Regions from separate parts of the Ovis aries genome. Here region 1 is linked to region 2. Evidence: chromatin contacts called from public Hi-C data. All regions are on one chromosome and are shown on one strand. The core of a region is the stretch at or near the end of the contact, and the rest is flanking DNA. Distances in the headings are between cores, read along the strand shown. Region 1 has its middle 46 kb from the start of CYP2A6. Region 2 holds the start of LOC101121539 (cytochrome P450 2F3).

Region 1 (5,584 bases), core at 937-3,436, 100 kb after region 2:
ACACAGCTGTTTTTTTTTTTTTTTTAAAGGCACATGGGATCTTAGTTCCTGGACCAGGGATCAAACTGGTGCCGCCTGCAGTGAAGCAGGGAGTCTTAACCACTGGACCGCCAACTCTTATTTATTTCACATGTGGTTATTATGAGGGTTTCTCACATAGCTCTGGGGGTAAAGAACCCACCTGCCAATGCAGGAGACATAAAAGATGCAGGTTCAATCCCTGGGTTGGGAAGATCCCCTGGAGGAGGAGGGCATGGCAACCTACTCCAGAATTCTTGCCTGCAGAATCCCATAGAGGAACCTGGTAGGTTACAGTCCATACGGTCACAAAGAGTCGGACATGACGGAAGAGACGTAGCACGCATGCATGGTTATTATGAACCCTATTATGTACCAGGCAGTTCTGGAGGGTGAAGGATCCATGGGAAACAAAGCAAATAATAGCAATAACAACAACAACAACAAAATCAGTGAGTCCCTCTCCTCTCAGAGTTGTCCCTTGGGTAGGAGGACTCATTGTCAGAGGCAGCGTCTGAAAGCTCCTGGAGTTTGTCAAGCTCGCTCTCACCTCAAGGCCATTGTTTCTGCCGCTCCCTCTGCTAGGAACATGTCTCCCCACGGCTCCCCACGGCCGACTCTCAGAAGTCACCTCCCCCAAGAAGCCCTCTCTGACCACCCAGTGTGAAGCAGCCCCTGCCAGTCACTATCGATCCTGTTTCCTCGTTTAATTTGCTTGGTGCCATTTATCACTGGTGGAGGTGCTCTCGTCTATTCCGATGCCGTCTGCTTTAAGTCAGTCTCATCTTCTAGAAGTTAACAATTCCCTGAGGAGAGAGAGAGACTTGGATTTTCGTGTTATTTGCTAGAGCCCTTGCGCCTACATTAACAGGTCACATGTGCTCACTAAACTTCCTTGGGAAGGTAAAGACAGTAAAGAATCTGCCTTCAAGGCAGGAGACCTGGGTTCGATCCCTGTTTCGGAAAGATCCCCTGGAGAAGGGAATGGCAACTCACTCCAGTATTCTTGCCTGGAGAATTCCATGGACAGAGGAGCCTTGCAGGCTATACTTCACGGGGCTGCAAACAGTTGGACATGCCTGAGCGACTAATACATATGCGCTCACTAAACCCCCGTCAATCAGTAATGACACCTCACCCATGTATCATGCTCCCCACAGGCCACTAGACGCCCCATGCTCCATATATTAACTCACTTAAGGGGTTCTGGATGGAGAAAGTGGGACAGAGAGCTTAAGAAACTCGTTCAAATTCACAGTGCTGGATGATGGCAGGGTCATGATCAAACTCACCTCTGTGGCTCAGCCCCTGCTGTTTGCCGCTCTGCCCCGAAGGTCACCTGAGCCTGTGCGTTCCTGTCTCCCCACCCCCAGGCCTGGAGTGGTGGACCAGTCTCAGCACTGTGACAAGATTCCCCAGCCTCTGGGGGTTGTCTCATTTGTACTCACAGGATTGCAACTGATGGAGGTGACTGAGGGATAACACAGAGAGGTCAAAGCCATACTAGAAAAACTGAATGTTGGGCCACATGCCCAGGAACGTGAGGCCCCGCACACAGGGCCACAGGAAAAGGCAGCAGCGCTGGTCGGGAGGCAGAAGGGAATGAGAGGAACGTGCAGCCTGGGTCTTCACTGGGAGAGGCAGGACAGAGTCAGCAGTGTAGGACTGGGCTTTGGGTCACAGGGGCTGTCCTGGTTGTCTGGTGCCTGGCCCTTGGGTGGATTTAGGGCTGGGAAATGATTCTTGACTGTCACTGTTCCCAGGCAGGTGCCGCTCCCACTAAACCATCTCAGTCTTCTAAGTGTCCCCACCCCTTGAGAGGCGACTCAATAAATACTTAAAGACAATTAAAAAGACAACAGGCTAGGAAAGCGTTCCAGAGGAGACGCCGGAACTGGGGCTGGAGAAGAGTTCAAGGATGAAAGCAGTGTCCTCTTCCTTCCCCCTCCTCCCTTTCCGCGCCCTCCTCCCCACTCCCTCCCTCTCTCCATCCCCACCACCTTCACCCATTCCCCCCTTGGCCAGACCTCTGACTGCATAACCTCAGTTCTGGTTCCTGCTGCTGAAACTGTTTCTTTTGGAAATAAAACAAACGCTAACCTTGGCGAGGCCGGCCCTTTCCTCATCCACTCACCCACAGATCTGGCATTGGCAGGAGAGAGCTGATTCTCAGCCGGTAGTGGGGTCACCCGATTGGACAGTTCTAGCCAGTGGTGAATTGATAGCGCGCGAGCTGGTCACCTTTGGGGCTGGTGCACCCCCTGCGGGACAAGGGCTGCAACTGCAGGCCGGCTGGCGGCAGATGAGGGACAGGGGCCTGGGGGGTGCGGGGGTGGGGGGTGAGGGGGTGGGGGGGTGGGGGGTGAGGGGGTGGGGGGGGGGGGGGATGAGAGGGCGGGACTCCAGACACAGCTGTCTGGCCTTTCCACACCTCTACGACTGTCACGGCTGTCACGAGATTTGCACTGAAGTTCAGTCCAGTTCAGTTCAGTCGCTCAGTCGTGTCTCTTTGCGACCGCATGAATCGCAGCACGCCAGGACTGTCTGTCCATCACCAACTCCTGGAGTTTACCCAAATTCATGTCCATCGAGTTGGTGATGCCATCCAACCATCTCATCCTCTGTCATCCCCTTCTCCTCCTGCCTTCAATTTTTCCCAGCATCAGGGTCTTTTCCAATGAGTCAACTCTTCGCATCAGGTAGCCAAAGTATTGCCCTGAAGAGGGGCTACCATCTTAGCTGACCTGTTCTAGAATGTTCTAGAAGACCCATACTCGATCTCAGATTCTTAGGATCAGGTGCACTCTCTCTCGTCTTTGAGCCTCTCACCTTCCCCATCCCTCTCTCCCTCCCTTCCTTTCTTCTCTTTGGGGGTGGGAGGGAAGCTTCAGCAGAGGCTTCAGGTTTGTAAAAGGAAAGCCAAGGACTTTTTTAGGATCAAAAACATTTAAGCCAATGAGGAGGAAATGTGCTGCATGGTATTATGAGATTTACCCCCTAGGTGTGATCCGTTCTTGGTGAATAACATCCTTCACCCTCGTGGGATGGTCGTCAGCCTCTTTCAGAGTCCACCTCAGCTCAACAGAGTCTTTTAACAAAGAGGGCGTGCTCACTTGAGCCTGGTAAGCTGTTGACTTTACGGGGGCAAAAAAATTTTTTTTTGAGAAGAGAAAAGGAAAACTGAGGAAAAAAATGAAGCAATATGTTTAATGAATGAACCTGTACAATTGTACTTGTTTGCGGTTACGTTTTAATTAATTATTTGTTTGACCTTATTGCGTCTGGCCTTATTTGCCCCGTGTGGGATCTCTCATTGTGGCACACAGGGATTAGACTGGAGGAGTGGCTTAGGTGGTCTGCCCGCCCCCTTGGTGGTGTGGAAGGTAGATGTGATCAGCACGACTCCAGAGGTGAGACTAAAATCTGAATCTGCCTCACATGTCTCTTCCTCATCCAGGGAGTGACGGAGGGAGAAGATGTTTAACTTCTCACAGTAGGGATGTCATGAAGGACTGAGCTTGGGGTAGACAGAAGATTCTAGGAGAGTTACCCCAAGTCTCCTTCTAAAAGAAAGCCTGGGAGAAAACCCAGGTGTCCTTGAATGAACTGAATGTTCAAACTACCATACAATTACACACAGTTCACATGCTAGCAAGGTTATCTCTTGAGGTCCTTTAATGGACCGGAACCAGGTGGTCTGGAGTTGACGATAATAAAGTAAAAGAGAGAGAGAGAAAGAGGCTGATATTCCTTGGTTTACACAGAAAACCAATAAAGTCCTTGATACAGGTCTTGTTGCTCATGAAGGCACCTGGTGCCCTCTTGAGGGGGTGAAGGCACAGTGTGCCTTCTCGATAGGGTCATAGAAGCCCAGGCAGGACAGTGAGCACGACAGGTCTCTGTGCTCCAGAGAATTAGCCTGAGAGAGAGAGACAGAGAAAGAGAGAAGGAAAGAAAGAAAGACACAGGGACCCAAGCTCTGATGGAGCAAAGGTGTTTTATTCAACATCGTGTGAGTATATATACTGTCTTACAAGGTAGCTATTTTCAGCAAAGATAAAAATCAAAAGTCCAGACTTACAAATTATCAAGGAAAACATAAGGCGATCCATATCAAAGAGAGAGGGTTGTAAACCATCACTTTTACCATATGGTTCATAAAAAGGAAGAGTGTCGTAAATAGTTACTTATCACCGTATGGAAAAACTAACGAAGGAAATGCATGCATTCCTCAGCCCCGGGAGTAGTTTGCTACTCCCCTTAATTCCTGAATATTCAGGAATTAATAAGGGACAGAAGATTCATGACAGATCCAAAACAGCACACAGGAAGCCTCCTGTAAAATGCTTCCTGACAATTCCCCCTATTTTACTATATTTGTAAAAAAGGTCCTGAACAATTGAGTTTGTTTAGTGTTAACCAACCTTATAGAAAGGAAATGATAGACAACAAATATAGTTACCAAGACTATTACCACAGTTGCAGTTCCAGACCCGATTCTGTGGGTAATACTTTGAAACCATCCTCGTGGGTCTAGCCCAGATAATTGATTGGCTAGTTGTTCAGCTAAAGTTTCCAAATCAGTGGAAGAGGGCAGACGTTTAGAAAAAGTTTCAAAGATTTTCTTTTGCAGTGATTGTACATTCAGAGAGGCATTATCATGTATATTTTGTAAATGGAATTTGATTTGTCCCCAGTTGTAGGCACTATGATTGAAATGAACAGGAGTAACACAAAACTGAGTAGAATTCCAATCACATTTTAGTATCACTTGTTTTTGCAAATCTATTAATTGATCTCCGACCCATTTGATGGCTGTTTTTAGTTCCTGTATTTCCACTTGTATATCCTCATCTACCTGAGCCTGAGTAGCCCACATATTATGAGCATCTTCCAGTCCAATTTTGGATAAAATTATGTGTTTGAATCGAAGTATGTAAAGCAGCGCCGGGGACAGCAGCAGTGGTGCAAATAGCTATTAACCCCAAAATGCCAAGGATCAGCCATCCAATGAATCGTTTAGATCGTTGGAGCAGTTTAGTAAGTAATCTGGAAGCAAGTCCAGTTATGGGACCTTCCTTGTAGGGTCGTTGGAGATTTACTGGTAACCACAAATTACATCGAGATCGAAGACTCAAAAGGGAATAATTTCTTAAAGAGACAGAGGAGTTAAGTATATAGTTTGTAATTAATATAAGTAACAGAACGCAAAGTCTTATTAAATTGTAAATTTGCTATGGCTATAACAAAAGGAAGTGGGACACAGGCCTGTATAAAATGTGACTGATTATAGCGAAAGAAATAGTTACTATGACCACGACTGGTCCCTGTGAAATGTCCGGTCCAAGTTCCAAGTTCTTCGGTGCTTGCAGCAAGTTTCCAAATGTCCCATTGTTCAGGCCCATTCTGTTTATCAAGGACGATCCTAGGACGAGGTGGGGCTAATCCACCATCAAGCCACCCAAGAAGTCCTTTGTCATGCTGCCGGGGGCCAGCGTGAGGAACTCCACCCATGGCAAAGGTCATGAGGAAGGAGGCTTGGCATACGCAAAGGCGTGATCAAGCC
Region 2 (5,649 bases), core at 2,834-5,333:
CCCCATGCCGAAGTTGCGCAGAATTTGAAGAGAATACTTTCTAAGGGCTTTCCACCGGTCTCCATTGGAGAAGGCAATGCCTGGGTAGAAGGGAAGGGGCCAGCTCCATCAATGACCTATTCCCAAGACCGCTGTCATCTGAATCCCCTTTCCCAATGTTTGATAAGAGAAAGACCCTGAGTTTGGAATCTCTCCCCAGCCTTGCCAGTAAGTCCTTCCAGACCCTCTGGGCTGGGTCAGGTACCTCATTTGAGCTTCCACAGGGCCCTGGGCTTTTCTCCCCACAGTCCTGCTTACCCTGTCTCTGTTTCTGCTATCACAGACCTGCCCACTCTGGGCTGTCGCTGTCTGACAAGGAACCTGCCCCTTCAGTGAACCGTGAAGGCGGGGTAGGGGCCTGTCTTGGCCGTCACTGTGCTCCCAGGAGCACAATAGGAGCTTCAATAGGACATGCGGTCTCACATGTGTTCATCTCTGAGTCCTCTAGTCCTCCAGTCCTCAGAGAACTGGATGCTAAAGAGGAAGAAAGTATCGTGCTTTGCCTTCATCGTGTGCATCATCTCATCGACCTCTCGTAGCAGCCTTCTCATGATAATAGACTGAGGGTCGGAGAGGGGAGTGCCAAAAGTGCAGGCTAGGCGGAAGAACCCTGCTGTTACCCTCCATACTGAACAACCAGATGCTGGCTATTTCTAGTAACAGATGAGGTATATATCCAGATGTTTTCTGTGTAAAAGTAGCGGGGGCATTTCTCTACCTCCTTGCATCTGGACAGGTGAGGTCATAAGATCAAGCCAGGAGACACGAAGGTAGCAAGTGTACTCAGTATCCAATAGGTGTTCTTTCTCTCTCTCTCTCTCTCTCTTTTTTTTTTTTTTAATTAGAACTTTCCAACTTCAGATCCTGGGGCAGCTGGGACCCATCTAGTGTAAGGGCAAAGGGGAGCCATAGTGATTCTTTAGGGGGAGACGAATAGTCCAGGAGACAGGTCTCCAGGACCCCCTTTTCGTTTAGAGCAACTTTCTTCTTTCCCTCCCACCTCCCTCCGCCTCCCTCTTTTCCTCTTTCCTTCCTTTTGTTTTTGTTCTTTCTCATATATTGGGCCATGCCACACGGCTTCCTTTGAGGAAGAGATTTATGTTACAAAAAATCCACAAGACTAGGTGACTTCCAGACCTACAGAGGACAAGCTACTGAGCTAGGAGAGGTTTGGAGTGAGTCATGTGAGTTGCTGGGTGGGTGGGGATGAAGTTGGGTGTGAGTTGGGATGGGAATGAAAGTGGGGATGAGGGGAGATATCAGGGAGATGAGAAGTTGGGTCTGAGATTAGTGTGGGGATGGAACTGGGTAGAATGAGAGCGACTGGTGGATTGGGGTTGAGATTGAGCTTGGGGTTGGGTCCATATGTGGTAGTATTGGTTTTGGTGACAGTAGAGGGATATAGGTCAAAAGTGAGACCTAGGGACTGCGAACTTCAGTAGGCGACTGAGATAGAAGATGGGGCTGGGGAGGAAAACAATAATGGAATTGAGTTTGACTAAAGGATCGGGATGAGTTAATACTGGATTTTACTATGGAGATTGGGAGAGGTTTGTAGTGGGGATGGAGGTTGCAGTGAGGTGTAGTCAGTGTTGAGAGACAGATGGAGTTGAGATTGAAATGGGGAACATGGAAACAGGGTTGGTGGGGACTGCGGAGAAGTGGACGATACAGACAGGCCAGATAATTTAGCCACTTGACTGAGATGGAAATTTGATGACGTGGTTAGGGTAGAGAGAAGCATTGCGATGAGGGTTGGAGTTGGATTGGGTTGGAGCTGGGTGGAGATGGGAATGGGTATAGAAGTACAATTCAAGACGGCTGAGGGAGGGATTTCCTTGGAAGTCCAGTGGTTAAGACTCTGCTTAAAATGCAGGGAGTATGAGTTCCATCCTTGGTCAGGGAACTGAGATCCCGCATGCCGCATGGCACAGCCAGAGAAAGAAGAAGGAAAAAAAGGTGGTGGTGGGATTTGGGGGTGGTGAAGGTGGGACAGACTTCACCCTACTTGGCTCCACTCCACTTGGTGTCATCAGTGAGATCAGAGGTCCTGAGTGTCACCAAAACTGGGAGGCCATTCTTCTGCCCTATTCCCTCCCTCAGTGTGGAATGGGTGGGGAGTGGAGGAGGCGGGAGCAGGCTCACCGTTGCCCTTGGTGAAGTTGAAGAAGGCAGGGTAGTCGCCACGGCCACTGAACTCCTCCGCCTGGTCCACCAGCGCCTCCTTCACGGCTTGGTACCCACTGAGGACCACCACCCGTCTGGGCCCCAGGTACACTGTGTACACTGCGCCGAATTCCTTGCTCAACTGAGGGCAAGAAGACAGAGGTCACGGGGGCTCTGGGGCCAGAGACCCCTCTCCCTTCATCCAAGCCTAGTCCTTTGACCTTGGTGAGGGAGGTCAGCATATCTTGGGAGCGAAGCTGCAGCAGATTTCCCAGGAATGGGAGGGCCCTGGGGCCTGGGGGCAGCCGGCCCTTGCCCTTTGAGCTGGTGGTCAGGAGTAGACAGACGAGAGCCAGGATCAGGAGCAAGATGGCTGTACTTATGCTGTCCATGGTGCAGGCAGTTGCAGGGACCTGGGTTGGGAGCTGGGTGGGGAGAAGGCAGCGCCGGGGAGGGAGTGAGAGCCTTTCACTGCTCATCTCCCTCTGGAACTTGCCTCCCCCAGACCCCAGAAATAGGAGCAGATAGAGAGAAAAAAGGAAGTAGAGAGGGAGACACTGGGAAAAGGTCAGGGGATGGGGGAAGAGATGGAAGGAGAGGGGAAGGGAGGGAGAGAGAGGAAAAAGGGCATGAGGTAGTCAAAATACAGAGAGACAGAAGTCAAGACCGGTGGAGGGGGACAGAAGAGAGATAGAGACAGAGAGACAGAGACTAAGAGAGACAGAGTTACATGCAGAGATAATGAGGAGACAAAAACCAGAGCGAGCTATCTGGATATCTGTGCATGTCTGCCTTCTATGTATCTATTATCTGTCTGTCTATCAGGAGGAAGACACGCCTGAACAACAACGATAATCTATTATCTGTCTGTCTGTTGTCTGTCTTCAGTCTATCTGCCTGCTGCTGCTACTGCTGCTAAGCCGCTTCAGTCGTGTCCGACTCTGTGCGACCCCATAGACGGCAGCCCACCAGGCTCCCCTGTCCCTGGGATTCTCCAGGCAAGAACACTGGAGTGGGTTGCCATTGCCTTCTCCCAACTATCTGCCTACCATCTATCAATTTTCATCTATCATCTTTCACATAGTGATATATAGAGATAGAGACACACGGGGACTGAGACAGACAAATCAAGACAGAGAAATAGCCAGACAGAGAGAAATCACAGAAAGAGAGGCAGACAGAGAGAGACTAGAGAAGAGAGATCAAACTAGAGAAGACACAGAGCTAGAGAAAGAGATGAGAGAGGTGGGGAGACAGAGATACCCCCTGACTGAGAGACATTGAGATGGATACTGACAGATAGGAGGAAGAGGGTGACAAGCGGATGGAGAGAGGAGGCAGAGGGAAGCCCAGAGGCCGGTGGAGAAGAGAGTGACAGAGACAGAGAGACGTGGAGGGAGAGAGACAGACACTCAGATGGACAGACAGACAGACGGGCAGGGGACATTCGACGGAGGCAGGCAGAGACAGAGAGACCAAGACAGACGAGACAGTGGGAGGGAAGAAGCAGAAACAGACCGAAAGGTGTCCTGAACCCAGGAGTCATAGTTCAGAGAGAGAGATGCCACCTGGCCAGGTAAAGTGCGTCACAAAGAGTGCGCAGTGCCAGGCCCTGGCTCGGAACTCTGAAACACTTTGGTAAATTCAAGAACAGGGTCCCAGAGAGAGCCCCTGAGAGGTAGACCCAGAGACCCCTCAGAGGAGCTGACAAGGCAGACCCCAGCCAGTCTCAGGACAGGGAGATGGAGCCAGTGACTGTCTCTCTTGAGAGTCACCCCCTCTTCTGTGACCAGCCCTCTACCTGCTGAGCTGCTCAGGGGGGAGCTGGAGGGACCAGTCCGGCTGGCAGCGGCTGCTCCAGATGTGTGCCCAGGAGCTCGGAACTGAGGGGTGGGAGCTGCCCTTAAATCATCTCCGTCCACCGCTGCTTACCACCCTTTTCCCTAGTTCATCCAGTGACTTTTAATCCCTCCCACTTTCCTGCCTTCCTCCCCGGGCTGGGGCTCACAGCCAGCTGGAATGAGGCCTCGAATGAGTGCCTTGGGAGCCCTGCCTTCTCTTCCCCTAGGCTGACCTTACCTCTTCTCACTGTGGCCAGTGCTGGCCACCTGTCCTGGATTGGGGGTGAAGTCTTCTCTTTTTTTTTTTGTTGTTGCCACTGGGGATCCTGGATCTAGTTCTGGGTCTGGTTTAGAGTTGTAGGGCTTTGGCCAAATGAAGGGGTAGGGATGAGGTCGGGGTCTCTGTCCTGAAAAGGTGAAGGATTCTCATTCTCTGGGGCCCCAGTCACAGCCTTCTCTGTCTCTTGCAGTTTGTCTCTGAAATTCTGTACATGTCTCTGCTTTGGCCTCTGCATCTTCTTGTCTCTTTTTTATGTCTCTGTTGTTCCCCGTCTCTCTTCCTCTGTGTGTCTGTCTTTCACCATCTCTTCTGCCCCCTGATTTTCTTTGTGGCCTTTCTCTTTTCTCCCTGCTTCTCTCTCTCCACAGTCTTTCTCAGTCGCTCTGTCCTCCTGACTGAGTGTCTGTCTGTCTGTCACACCTCCAAGAGGTGGAGTGCAGTGGACAGGACTGAAGCCAGACTGAGGATCAAGGAAGATTTGGAAGAAGGGCAGGGCAGTCAGGAACCTCACTAGATAGGACCTCAGATGCAAAAGATAGCCCTGCTACTGCCCACCTCCACTTCTGCCTCTCTCCTAAGCCCCCCCCCCACCTGCTCTGATTCTACCCTTGTCTCTTTACACCCAGAAACTGACCACACTCAACTCCTAGCTAGGTCAGAAGGGCAGGTTGCAAAAACCTGAAGAGGGGCTAGGACTCTAGTTCCTTGGAGGGTAAGATGTGGGAGAGAGCCCCAGAGGTCAAGAGTCTGCAAGGCCAAATGGAGGTTTTGTTCCGCCCCCCGCCTCCCCCGGCAACCAGGTCCGTTGGTAGACACCATGGTGGTTGTTTTTCCCATGGAGGGTGGGGGAGGAAGTGCTTGGAGGCCCTGGGGAATTTGACACCCCAGATCTCAGGCCCCTATTGGGATGGAGGTGGGGCTTGTGCTACTGTTTCAGTCCCAGAAAGGCTGGTTAGGGCAGGTCCTGGAAGAGGGGTGAAGGCTTGATTATGGGATCACAGATCTCTAGTTTCCCTTGGCATGAACCCCTACTTCTTGGGGAGAGGAGTAGTACTTGACCTATGGAAGCCCCACAAGTGACTTTTCTCTGACCCCAGAACTGGTTTGAGAGGGGCCTCTTGGGACTTGCCTTAGTGGGGAACTTGGGACTCCTGAGAAGGGGAGTTTTAAGGGGCTTTGAGTTCTTCTTATGGTCTGACTTGCTGCCCTGCTGCAGAGGGGATGTAGGGTAGGGAGGGATGCATTGTGAGTTTCCTTAGCCTCAGCACTATTGACATTTGGGCTAGTAATTCTCTTGGGGTGGAAGCTGTCCTGTGAGTGGCA

What was found. Hi-C and Micro-C count contacts between places; a contact is called where the count stands out from the background.
Region 1: a contact with region 2 is called in a Hi-C map of tail adipose tissue, with 4 times the contacts expected there. The contact joins the enhancer-like site here to the promoter of LOC101121539 in region 2. A contact is called at or near these places in 3 of 16 Hi-C or Micro-C datasets (hypothalamus, omental adipose tissue and tail adipose tissue).

Annotation. Positions count from the first base shown.
Region 1 is chr14:49,587,500-49,593,083 of ARS-UI_Ramb_v3.0, forward strand. No RefSeq gene overlaps it. Among named protein-coding and RNA genes, the nearest start is that of CYP2A6, 46 kb to the left of the region's middle. Within about 2 kb of position 2,187, at least 5 of the 54 cell types and tissues checked have an H3K27ac peak or open chromatin away from gene starts, as enhancers often do. A contact at or near this core is called in tail adipose tissue, where this site is marked.
Region 2 is chr14:49,481,865-49,487,513 of ARS-UI_Ramb_v3.0, forward strand. It overlaps LOC101121539 (cytochrome P450 2F3), which reads right to left and starts at 4,084. Exons shown (of 10, transcript XM_027978287.2): 1 at 4,007-4,084; 2 at 2,427-2,630; 3 at 2,185-2,347; 4 at 1-80. The coding sequence starts at 2,597.